Linked DNA regions of Hordeum vulgare: region 2 is linked to region 1. A link is a contact called in public Hi-C data. All regions are on one chromosome and are shown on one strand. The core of a region is the stretch at or near the end of the contact, and the rest is flanking DNA. Distances in the headings are between cores, read along the strand shown. Region 1 holds the start of LOC123410864 (autophagy-related protein 2-like). Region 2 holds the start of LOC123413294 (aluminum-activated malate transporter 9-like).

Region 1 (5,843 bases), core at 44-2,543:
AGGTTTAGCACCCAATGTTTAGATAAACCAAATATATTCAAGACACACGGAAGATGGTGCTAGCAGAAAACAAATCAAGGAAATCTCTGAGTACATAAAGCAAAGATAGATGAACGGAGAAAGAACACATGTGCCTGTTTTAGTGTTTATTACCCCCGTTCCTAAATATAAGTCTTTGAAGAAATTCCACTAGAAGACTATATACAAAGCAAAATAAGTGAATCTATACTCTAATGTATGTCTATATACATCGTATGTAGTTTTTTAGTGATTTTTTTAAAAAAACTTATATTTAAAAACAAAGGAAGTATAATTCATTCGTTAATGCCGAGACATGGACGCTTTTATGGCTTTGCCACTAATTGACTTGGCAACATAGGATGTCACACTAAGCAAGCAAAACCCAACATTCAAGTTTGGGACGGTTGGGAAAAGGACATCTTCCCTTGATCATCCTTATTTCTTTTATATGAAGTACCACTACAATAAGTTATTCACCAAATCAAATATTTTCTTCTTCCAATATTGTATTCAACAGGACAAGGGTATGACTAATTTGCAAACCAACAGGTGGTTGGATAGTTAGGAGGATGTTGGTATTTTCTATCCATCAGAATTTAGGTCTCAGACTTGATATTTATGCTTGTATCTTTTTAAAATTTATTTCAGACTTTTTGATGATGTGCGTTCAGTTGAAGGAGACGTTTCCGTCGATTACGAAAGTGTCTGTGACGACTTCTTTAATCTTAAAATATTATGCCGACATAGGATAAAATATGCGGGCTTGCGTTATATAGAAACAAGTGTGTGTTCGTGTATATGAGCGGTTTCGATTATACTGTGTTAAAAAATACTCCCTCGTTCCTAAATATAAGTCTTTTTAAAGATTTTACTAAAAGACTATATACGAAGCAAAATGATTGAATTTACACTCTAAAATATGTTTATCAGTATGTAGTTTTCTAATGAAATCTCTTAAAAAATTATATTTAGAAACAGAGGGAGTATATGATTAATTTATGTACACAAAACAGCAAGTAGCAGTATATACATTCTTCTTAAGCCAAAACAAGATACGGAAAGTGTAGAAGAAAACAAATCGAATCTCCCTACAAGTTGTTTAGTGTGTTCCGGCTGGCCCACGGGACAGGGACGCGGACTCCCGCGGCGGCGTATTATAAGCGTAATTACCCAACCTTCCCGGGGTTCTGGACGCAACAACTCGCCCCCCGCAAGGTTTAATCCGAAAAAACTTGCCACACCAACGAAGCAACCCCCCTCCCCCTGGTGGCTTCCTTCCGTTCCCCGGCCGCCTCCGGCGACCCCACCCCCGCCACGCGCCGGCCGGCCGCCCCGGACTCGCGCTCGCCGAGGGAGGGGCGGGATGGGGCTGCTTCGGGGGTTCTCGGTGGGGGCCGTGATGAAGCGGATGTGCAAGGCGGTGCTGAAGAAGGGGCTCGGGGATCTGTTCCTCGGCGAGCTCGACCTCGACCAGCTCGACCTGCAGCTCACCCGCGGCACGCTCGAGCTCACCGACCTCGCGCTCAACGCCGACTACATCAACAGCCAGGTGCGTCACGCCTATCGCCTCCCCGCTCCTTCGTCCCTGACCCGTGTGGGTTGGGTTTGGGGCGCGTTTTTTTTTTTCGTGTTCGATCGGACGCGGCGGAATCGGGTTTTCGGGTGCGTTCCGTCGCGATTGGTCGTCCCCGCGTGCCGAGGGGAATCGAATTGTGGTGTGATGATGGGCAGGTTGGATGTAGGGTGGGGGTGGTGGGGGTTGGATGACTAAATCAGTTCCCTCTGATTTTGGTTGCTATTGGGCACTGGGGTGACGTGTATAGGCTCGATTTGGTTAGAATTTTGGACGGGTTTTTGCGAATGACAGGGGCAAAGGATGGACGGGGAACCCGTCGTTTTCCCTTACCAGGCATTCAGGCTGGTAAGTTTTTCGTTCGCTGGCGACCGCAGGTGGCTGTGGATTTTGACTAAGCGGCGGTCGTGGTCTCGTTGTGGTTTAGTAGGGCTCTTGGAGTGCAGTTTGCATCTAGAAGTGTACGATCAGTCTGGAGTATTAGGGTTTGGGAGAAGCTGTGGGGTGTTGGTCCCTGTCTGCAGTTCCTGCATTTGAATCATAATAATTTAAACATTGTTACAATGGACTGAATGGAGCATGTGCAATCATATGCCGTCCAACTGTCAGTTATGGTATTAAGCTGGATCATAATTTTCTAGCTTGTACAGTTCAGTGTTTAATCCTTCTCTACAAACCCGACACCTGATTTGTTGTGATACTTACTGCTTAGAATATACTACTAATCTTATGCGCATGCTCCTCCTACCGCCCACTGTGAAAACTTACATTTTCAACTTCTTCTGTTTCGCGATGAACATAGAACTGTAAATATGAAACCTGTGTATCTGAATCTGTAGTTTGTTATAAATTGAACTGTTCAATTGGGCCCTCACTTCAGATTTTTTAAGTTAATATCTTTCTCCATTTCAGCTATCAGGATTATCTATCATGGTGAAAGAAGGATCAATAAAATCTCTGCTGGTTAAATTTCCTCTACAGTTAAAGAGTTGTGAGATTGTAGTGGAAGACTTGGAGCTTGTGCTCGCTCCATCTGTTGCTATTGAAATTCCACCTGTAGTTGCTGAATGCTCTGTTTCTGGTAATAGTAGTTCCACACAGGCATCAGTCAACACCAAAAGAAATGAATCTGATAAACACTGTTCTACATCTGCATCTCGAGATGTGGATGAGGGTGTCAAGAGAATAGCCAATGCTGTCAAGTGGTTTCTTACAAACTTCAAAATCAAGTTTAAAAATACATATGTTGTATTTGATCCTCAGACCATTTTGGATAACAAGATCTCAGAATTTAACCGATCACTTGTTTTCCGGGTTAAAGAGATAGAATTTGGAACTAATCTTTCAACAGATGGTCTTGTCAAGTTGAATAATTTCGTAACGTTCCATGAGGCGGTGATCGAGTTCTTGAAAATGGATGATGTTGATGTACTTCATCAGAATGGTTTGGATAAAGCAACAGCTGACATCTCATCAGGTCATAGTACTACCTCGGTCTTGACAGGTCCTATTGGTGGATTCTCAGGGACATTGAACTTAAGCATCCCGTGGAGTAATGGATGCTTGAACCTTAAGAAAATCGACGCAGATGTATCTGTTGATTCATTAGAGTTGCTGTTACAAATCAGCAGTATCCAGTGGTTCATGGATGTGTGGGATTCTCTCCATAGGAATCAAGCAATTGAACAGATTCGTCCCCATAATACGGCAGATATGTCCTTGAGCACCTCCAGATCTGCCTTAAGCACTTTGAAGTCAGGTTTAGATTCAGTGATGATCAGGAGGGAAGACACAGACCAGATTGCACTTTCACAAAACAGGCAAGACAAATATCAGGATTCTTTTCTAACTAAGGCACATGTTATTCAAGACTGGATTCCGGAGCTCGTTGTTCACGAGGATCAAGGTGACCCTGATTCAGATTGTGACGAAAGGTTTGTTTCTTTATTTAATTCCTTAAAATTCTTAATGACATTCGTTGCACTGTGTTTCTATCAGCTTCCAATTTACTTTAGATCACAATGATTAATCCCTTAAAGAAGTATATGTTTGACATAGCTGTTATGAGATCATTGTAGAAAAGATTAAAATATCTTGTTGCTACGTCATATTGCATCCATTTCTTTGGCTTATGAATGACTGACCAGATGTATGATTTTACATAATTTTTGGTCATCAATTTTGAACTATAAGGTGCATGCTTTGGGAGTCACAGCTAACAGTGGTCATTGCAACACACACTTGTTGCTCCTGTCCTGCCCTTTACTTGAGCTGTCTTATGGATGTTCCGCTGTCTTATAGTTGCAACTTACCGAGGATCACTGCCCATTGGGCTAGAAAAATAGTTCTCTGCAATTGGTATCTTGCCTGGGATTTCGTTGACCAGATGTACTAGACCTCTTCATTGACTAGCATATCTTTTCCTCTGCTTTGTCTTTATTTATTTTGTTATCCTGTAAGAGTCTATCTCTGCTACGTGTGTTTGCATTTACATTTATTAAGAGAAGCAGGTCATTTGAGCCAAAAAAGAAAGCAAGATTTGGACTAGCCTAAGTGGATTACTGATTTGTTCTTATCTTTGACAGCATTGATCAGTTCTTTGAATGTTTTGAAGAACTGAGGAACTCCCAGACTAATTTAGGAAATAGCGGCATATGGGACTGGACGTGTTCAGTATTCAACGCAATTACTTTTGCATCCACTTTAGCTTCTGGATCAGATCAAGTTCCTAAAGGTATATAATGCTTATTTTGTTATGGATTTATGCTTCATATTTGATTTGTTTGTCTTGTATGAACAGTGGAATGGCAATATATGCGATAGCATTGACTTCCATAATCGAGTTTTTCTTATGACACACTTTCTTGCGGATTCAGGGCATAGTTTGTACTTTGTAGCCTAAAGTTTGCCACACCTAATCTTAGTCGTGCCACAATACCGTATGCATGTGTTGGTTCACAGCCACACTTTTTTAGCCATATGGTCCACATGCCATAGTCTCAGTTTTTTGCCAAATCACCACATATGTGGTGGCCATTTCGTTCGCCACACCTTTTGTGGCAGCCACATTTGCCTTGGTTAGTTGTGGCAAAGTTAATCATGAACCAAACATGCCCTCATTTATCTTGGATAACTTGGCTCACTCTAATGCCATCCATGCTAAGTTCATAGTGTTTCACACTTCTAAGGAAAAATGTTACACCAACTGTTAGTCAGCATGCAAACGAAACATCCTGGTAAAAAACATGGATACATTATGTTGACTTGTGAATAACAGCAGACGTATATGATGCTCTAAGAGCATTCCATGCTGGTATCCACACCTATGAGTTCCACCGCAGGCGCGTGACTTTGTATAACAGCTTCTATCCATTCTCTTGCCATGGCTATAAGCTATAGCATTGTGAGCATGTAAAACACCATCGAATGTGTTCCAGTATTGAATCGAACCAAGTGGCTGTAATGTTTTGTTTTCAGTTAATTATTGTCTGATCTTCTAAATCTCAAGACTTGCTTTCCTTCTCATTCTAACAGAAGCGCCGATTGAGAAAACGTTACGGGCTTCCATTGCTGAGATATCTGTCATTCTCTTGTTCAGCGATGAAATGGATACTGGCGATTCCAGTGTTCCTGTCAGTCTCGTCAATGATATGAGAAATTCCGAAATGTTCTCGAGCTGCCTTTCCTCCCCGCAGATTGAACAATCGATGATGTATCCTGCTACTGCTTCCAGCTTAAATATGCATCATCTTGAAGCCAAGTGTCAGAACATTCATCTTGAACTTGAGGTATTGTTTTCCTCTGCAGCACTTGTTCTGAGTTCATGCATTGTTGAAGTCTTATAGCTTGATACTGATTTTTTTTTTCTGATGTCCGCAGACATATCCCAAAAAATTAGGGTTCAAGGCATTGATTGCCCACATGAAGCTTGATGAATACTACAGTACTAACCATGATTCAAATCACTTACACCTTGGCACTGCTTTCTTAAATAATAATTTCTGTAGAGAAGTTCAAGCTGCTCTCCCTGAATTCCCATTTGCTGCTCAAGATTATTGGGTAGAAACAGCTGGAAGCTCTTCCCGCCGTTCAGAAAAATTCATTAAGGTTGAGCTGCTAAAAACATTTGGTGAGTCCACATTCCATTATGATGTCAGTAGCACAGATCAAGATGGCAACTCAGTAAGCACAACTTCACTGTCCATATATTTGGCTCCTTTGACTTCGTGGGTGCACTTCCATACAGTAT
Region 2 (6,448 bases), core at 1,614-4,113, 560 kb after region 1:
AGAGTAATGTGGCCTAGTGCGGATGCTGCATTTGGAGACAGTTTTAGAATAAAGAGGGATACACTAACTCTACGGTGTTGCAATGATACCACAACTAATATTTTCTACCTTTTTTAGCAATGTATAGTTGATAAACTAAGCATTGTTATTTTTAAGGGTAGGGGTGTGGTATTATTACCTTCTAAGGATTTTGCAACACCAGCAAAATTCTTTGCGATCAAACTGTGCAAATCTTCTCCGGCCCAGATTGGGTAAATACCTATATTGATTCCCAGGCTGACAGCAGCACCAAGAGCAATCAATACAAATCTACTTACAGCCGTGTCAGTGAACTTCCCTGTGTTGTACCCAGAGACCATGACATAAACGAATGTCAACAAGAATACACGAAATCCATATTCATAAGGCTTCATCTTTGGGTGTAGCTTTGCCAAGTTTGTCATGAAACCTAGCAGCAAAACACATAAAAATAAGAGACTACAAATTAGATACGCTTATATGAAATGCGCCAGGAAATGATCGCAGCATGCCGACAATGCTTACCAACAGTAAAGGTGCTCATAATAAGGATCACTTCTTCCAATGCACCCAGGTTTTTGGACAATTCGGCAACTGCTAGAGCAAGCCCTCCTGCAGTAAGTGTCCCTAATCCCCTATTGAAACCTTTGCTCAATGTTGCACCTGATAATAGTGGACCAGAGCACCGTATTGAGATCGAGGTAAGACAGAGTGATAAATAACTGATGCTTTATGTATTGAAATGATATTTTGAAGACCAGACATGCACATGAGTAAGAAACAGTCTTCACTAAATGCTAACTAAGAAGTACTGCAAGTCAGCGATGGCACCTTTCGGTCCATGTTAGGAACTGCATAATGTGCGAGCGTACATCTGTGTGAGTTCTACAATCGGTACTACAATGAAGGGGTCCCAATCATTCAACTGGAATCACGAGAGGTTAGTGGTACTTTCAAACACTCATTGTGAAAAGTTTACCAAATATAACTAGGTAAAAAAGACATAACCACTTCATATACAGAGCCAAACAAGCAGGCTAAAGGACGAACATGCAAGCCATGAAGCCAACGATATAAAATTCAAAAACACCACTACCATTATGGTTGACTTCTGCATCACAATGATATTATGGAAGACCAGAAAGCATCACAGAAAATAAAATACCAGTTGAGAACTACGGGTACCTTTGGTCAAACAGCAGTTTGTCTTCAGAAAAACATTCATTTCTTCAGTCATGTGTGTTTCTACCATTCCATATAGTAAGTTCTACAACAGGTCCAAGATCAACGTGGTCCCAAGTAAAATCTCCAGCAATAAAATTTAGCGGTGCTTTCCATCGCCCATAGATAAACTAATGACGTTTTCCTAAAGAAAAGGCAACTAGATCACTTTCTAAGTGGTGGCCCAGAATCTAAACAATCCAGAAAAGAAAGAATCTACCGGCGATCAATATAAATTATAGGAACACCGCTAGATTAATCTACTTATCACAAGGTCATCTCCAGTTTCGATAGTAGCGTGCACGTTTCTTGCATCACCAGCAATAATAGAAGGTCAATTGACAGGACATGATGAAAGACAAATTCTCTCTGTCCCTTAGCGGTGAAATATCTCACTCTAAATGATGTTGAGACAGACTTCTCTGTTAGTTGAGAGGCTGTTGACATAGACTTTACACTCCTGAAATCTAAGCCTGACAGGTTCGTGTGTTCTTCACTGCAACAGGAACTTCTGATCCGCAAATCTGATCAGAATAGCACGGCAAAATGTTTACCCCCGATTAAAAATTGACATGCTCCAGTCACTGATGAATTGGGGCATAAATAGGGCACATGACAGAGGCCTAAATTTAGCATTACGAGGTCAAGTCACGGGGAATGTGTTCCTCCAAGACGTCGAACCAATGACGGCACAGCACAGAAACCGTCGCAACGGAACGTGAGAAAGAAATGGCGGAGAAGCGGCCTGGACTGGGCGTGTTACCGATGCTGAACTCGAAGACGACGACGACGGTGAGGATGGCCCAGACGGAGTGGCTGACGATGTCGCGCGGCTCGCGGAGGAAGACGAGGAAGGAGATGAGGGCGAGCGCGAGGCCGACCTTGGCCGCGAAGACGGGCTTCCGGGGGTCGGCCCGCGCGAACGCCCACATCTCGGCCGCCCCGTCGCAGAGCGCGCCCCAGGCCCCCGCCACCGCGGCGCCGGCGCGGCGGAGCAGGCCCTGCTTGGGCCCCCTGTCGCCGCCACCGGCCTGGGAGCCCGGCAGGCTCCACGCCGACGAGAGCAGCGGGACGTCCCCCCGGGCCCCACGCTGGTCCTCCAGCGTCGACCACAGCGACCCCAGCTGCGCCGGCGGCACGCCCGCCGCGCCCGCGGCCATGGCCGGATGGATCTGCGAGAGCTTCTGGAAGGAAGGATGTCGCCCGCGCGCGTGGCGTGGGTTCGGATTTCAGGGTGCCGCAGTGTTGGTTGCTCTCGGCCTTTCTTGGTCGGCTGCGCCCGCCCGCCTGTCGCGCTCTCCGGTCTCCGCTATATGGATGGACTCTGGTCCGCCGTGGTGTCACCCCGCTGGCTGCAGCGCGACGCGAAAAGCTGCGGAGCCGGGAAGGGACGGGAGGAAAGCGCCATGGATGGGTGGCAAAGGCCGCTTTTTTATATGGCGGAATGGAATCCGGCGAGCGGCTGGCCGCCGTGCGATGCGATCCGCTGCGCGGCGCAAGGCCACGCAGGGCAGAATTGATCCGTCCCTTTCTCGTGATCTATCCTTTGTATACCGCGTTGTCGGATTGGTCGGTCTGATCTGAAGAATTCTCTGCCTTTTCTTTTTCGCGAGAAACTCTTGCTGGTTCCAAAGTAGGTCAGGGATTGCTTCTTCCTGCCTCTTTTAGTTTGCACTTTTTTTGGCTGGTTTGTGAGGTCATTTGCTCTTTGGAATCTGCCCCCTTTCGATTCCTCTGTCCAAGGAAAAAATAATTAATACTACATTTTCTGAGATTTTTGCCAATGGGAAAATTTCTTGTCATGTCCTTTCGATCATATAGAAATAGGTTATTGATTAACTGAGAAGTTCAAAGGAAGTGGATAGCCTAGCCACAAATATAGAACCCGAAAGTTTAACCAAGCTATGAGCAAACCTGATGTTGTCGAACATTTGCTTCAAGAGTAGGTCTCGTCAGTCTAGAAGTATTATTGATGTTATCTGATTCAGCAATGAAGTCGTTGAACAAACATTTTTTTTTAACTGGACTTTTCCCCATTTCATTACTAGAACAAAAACACAAAGTGTGACATCAAAATCAGGAACGAAAGGGTAAGAAGAGAGCGAGTTCAAAGCACCGCTAGAAAACCCACCGTGTTTGCCCAACAACAAAAGAGACGCTATGAGGAGAAAACCTAGGCAACACGTAAACATCAACTAGACCTATTACAATCAAAAGGCTACCACCAGTTCAATACTAACAAACACATGCTCAAAGTCTAGCACGATGTAACACAAAAGAAGATGCTTCGATCATCATATCTTCATATGGCCAGTTCCTAGACCTCCTCGGCCGGAGATGACGACTTCATCGATCCGCATCAATCTTCCTTAAGTTTTTGCAAACTTTCATAAACATCATGGTCCCATTGCGAATCATCTCGACTCCAGCGCAAAGCCTTTCCGCATCCTCGCCTTTGTGAAGTCCTGCCCAATACGTGAGACCTTGTGTTCGGCTAAACCAAACTACGGTCATAAACGTCCTCGGACACGTGCAGGTACCATAAAGGACCTGTTGGAAATATGCCCTAGAGGCAATAATAAATTAGTTATTATTATATTTCTTAGTTCATGATAATCGTTTATTATCCATGCTATAATTGTATTGATTGGAAACACAATACTTGTGTGGATACATAGACAAAACACTGTCCCTAGTAAGCCTCTAGTTGACTAGCTCGTTGATCAAAGATGGTCAAGGTTTCCTAGCCATAGGCAAGTGTTTTCACTTGATAACTGGATCACGTCATTAGGAGAATCACGTGATGGACTAGACCCAAACTAATAGACGTAGCATGTTGATCGTGTCATTTTGTTGCTACTGTTTTCTGCGTGTCAAGTATTTATTCCTATGACCATGAGATCATATAACTCACTGACACCGGAGGAATGCTTTGTGTGTATCAAACGTCGCAACGTAACTGAGTGACTATAAAGATGCTCTACAGGTATCTCCGAAGGTGTTAGTTGAGTTAGTATGGATCAAGACTGGGATTTGTCACTCCGTGTGACGGAGAGGTATCTCGGGGCCCACTCGGTAATACAACATCACACACAAGCCTTGCAAGCAATGTAACTTAGTGTAAGTTACGGGATCTTGTATTACGGAACGAGTAAAGAGACTTGCCGGTAAACGAGATTGAAATAGGTATGCGGATACTAACGATCGAATCTCGGGCAAGTAACATACCGAAGGACAAAGGGAATGACATACGGGATTATATGAATCCTTGGCACTGAGGTTCAAACGATAAGATCTTCGTAGAATATGTAGGATCCAATATGGGCATCCAGGTCCCGCTATTGGATATTGACCGAGGAGTCTCTCGGGTCATGTCTACATAGTTCTCGAACCCGCAGGGTCTGCACACTTAAGGTTCGACGTTGTTTTATGCGTATTTGAGTTATATGGTTGGTTACCGAATGTTGTTCGGAGTCCCGGATGAGATCACGGACGTCACGAGGGTTTCCGGAATGGTCCGGAAACGAAGATTGATATATAGGATGACCTCATTTGATTACCATAAGGTTTTCGGAGTTACCGGGAATGTACCGAGAATGACGAATGGGTTCCGGGAGTTCACTGGGGGGGCAACCCACCCCGGGGAAGCCCATAGGCCATGAGGGTGGCGCACCAGCCCTTAGTGGGCTGGTGGGACAGCCCAAAAGGGCCCTATGCGCCATACAAAAGAAAATCAAAGAGAAAGAAAAAAAAGGAGGTGGGAAGGAAGGGAAGGACTCCCACCCATCAAACCAAGTCCGACTCGGTTTGGGGGGGGGAGCCTTCCCCCCTTGGACTCGGCCGACCCCCTTGGGGCTCCTTGAGCCCCAAGGCAAGGTCCCCTCCCTCCCACCTATATATACGAAGGTATTGGGGCTGATTTGAGACGACTTTTCCACGGCAGCCCGACCACATACCTCCACGGTTTTTCCTCTAGATCGCGTTTCTGCGGAGCTCGGGCGGAGCCCTGCTGAGACAAGGTCATCACCAACCTCCGGAGCGCCGTCACGCTGCCGGAGAACTCTTCTACCTCTCCGTCTCTCTTGCTGGATCAAGAAGGCCGAGATCATCGTCGAGCTGTACGTGTGCTGAACGCGGAGGTGCCGTCCGTTCGGTACTAGATCGTGGGACTGATCGCGGGATTGTTCGCGGGGCGGATCGAGGGACGTGAGGACGTTCCACTACATCAACCGCGTTCACTAACGCTTCTGCTGTACGATCTACAAGGGTACGTAGATCACTCATCCCCTCTCGTAGATGGACATCACCATGATAGGTCTTCGTGCGCGTAGGAAATTTTTTGTTTCCCATGCGACGTTCCCCAACAGGACCAACTTTGCGTCAAGCTACTCACACTTCAGCAGCTTCTCAAAAACACCTTTGTTCAAGGACCGCTCGCCGACGTTCCCCCCTTTCAAGGAGTACTTCCCAAATAATGAAGGGGCACAGTAAGGGACATCAAGCCAGTTATAAAACCCTGTGTAAACCTTTACCCTGTAAACTTCTTCTTTTTTCTTATCTATAAAAAGTTGCTTGATGAATTCGGATTGTGCGAATACAAGTTAATCGGAAATAAGGAACACTCTTTCCGGTTCATGAGCTTTGCTACACCCTTTTACCGCCTTCCTTTTTCGAACTCATTCTCAAACACTAACACAAGCCTGTTTTTTATGCACATGTTAAGATGATACTGGCCAAATCAACGAGGGGGGGGCTTGGCCTTCATGGCCACCTTTAGAATCAGTCTGATGCTATTCTTCATTATATGTGTGCGGAATCTTGGATTTGCGTTATATGCATTTGTTCCAAATTATGTCTTGGGTCAATAGTTGGGTTGCCCTGCTCGTGTGCTTACCCCTTTATGTTCCGCTCGTTTGGCTAAAAGGGTAAAGGGAGAACCGCTGCGATTGTACTTCCAGCTGGCCTGGTTAAGTACCTCAGGGGAGAAAGCCGAGAACTGACTAGCATAATAAGTGAGAACTAGTCTGCGATCCAAAGACAAATATTAAATTAAAGAGCCGACGAGGGCTCATCGCGTTATGCAAAAAGGTTTGAAGTCATACAAACCAAGTGATAATGGGTTTTACACCGTGGTATGGCCGAACATCACGATTTACCATGGGGCTCTAATTGGCCCCTGCGGTCAAACTTGTATGGTTAAGTGAAAGAC

The links. Hi-C and Micro-C count contacts between places; a contact is called where the count stands out from the background.
Region 2: a Hi-C map of seedling shows a contact between it and region 1, with 4 times the contacts expected there. The contact joins the promoter of LOC123413294 here to the promoter of LOC123410864 in region 1. A contact is called at or near these places in 2 of 6 Hi-C or Micro-C datasets (leaf and seedling).

The regions. Positions count from the first base shown.
Region 1 is chr7H:117,252,870-117,258,712 of MorexV3_pseudomolecules_assembly, forward strand. It overlaps LOC123410864 (autophagy-related protein 2-like), which reads left to right and starts at 1,294. Exons shown (of 13, transcript XM_045103798.1): 1 at 1,294-1,570; 2 at 2,507-3,528; 3 at 4,180-4,328; 4 at 5,129-5,382; 5 at 5,474-5,843. The coding sequence starts at 1,385.
Region 2 is chr7H:117,807,054-117,813,501 of MorexV3_pseudomolecules_assembly, forward strand. LOC123413294 (aluminum-activated malate transporter 9-like) reads right to left here and starts at 2,864. Exons shown (of 6, transcript XM_045106235.1): 1 at 2,003-2,864; 2 at 544-681; 3 at 179-448. The coding sequence starts at 2,399.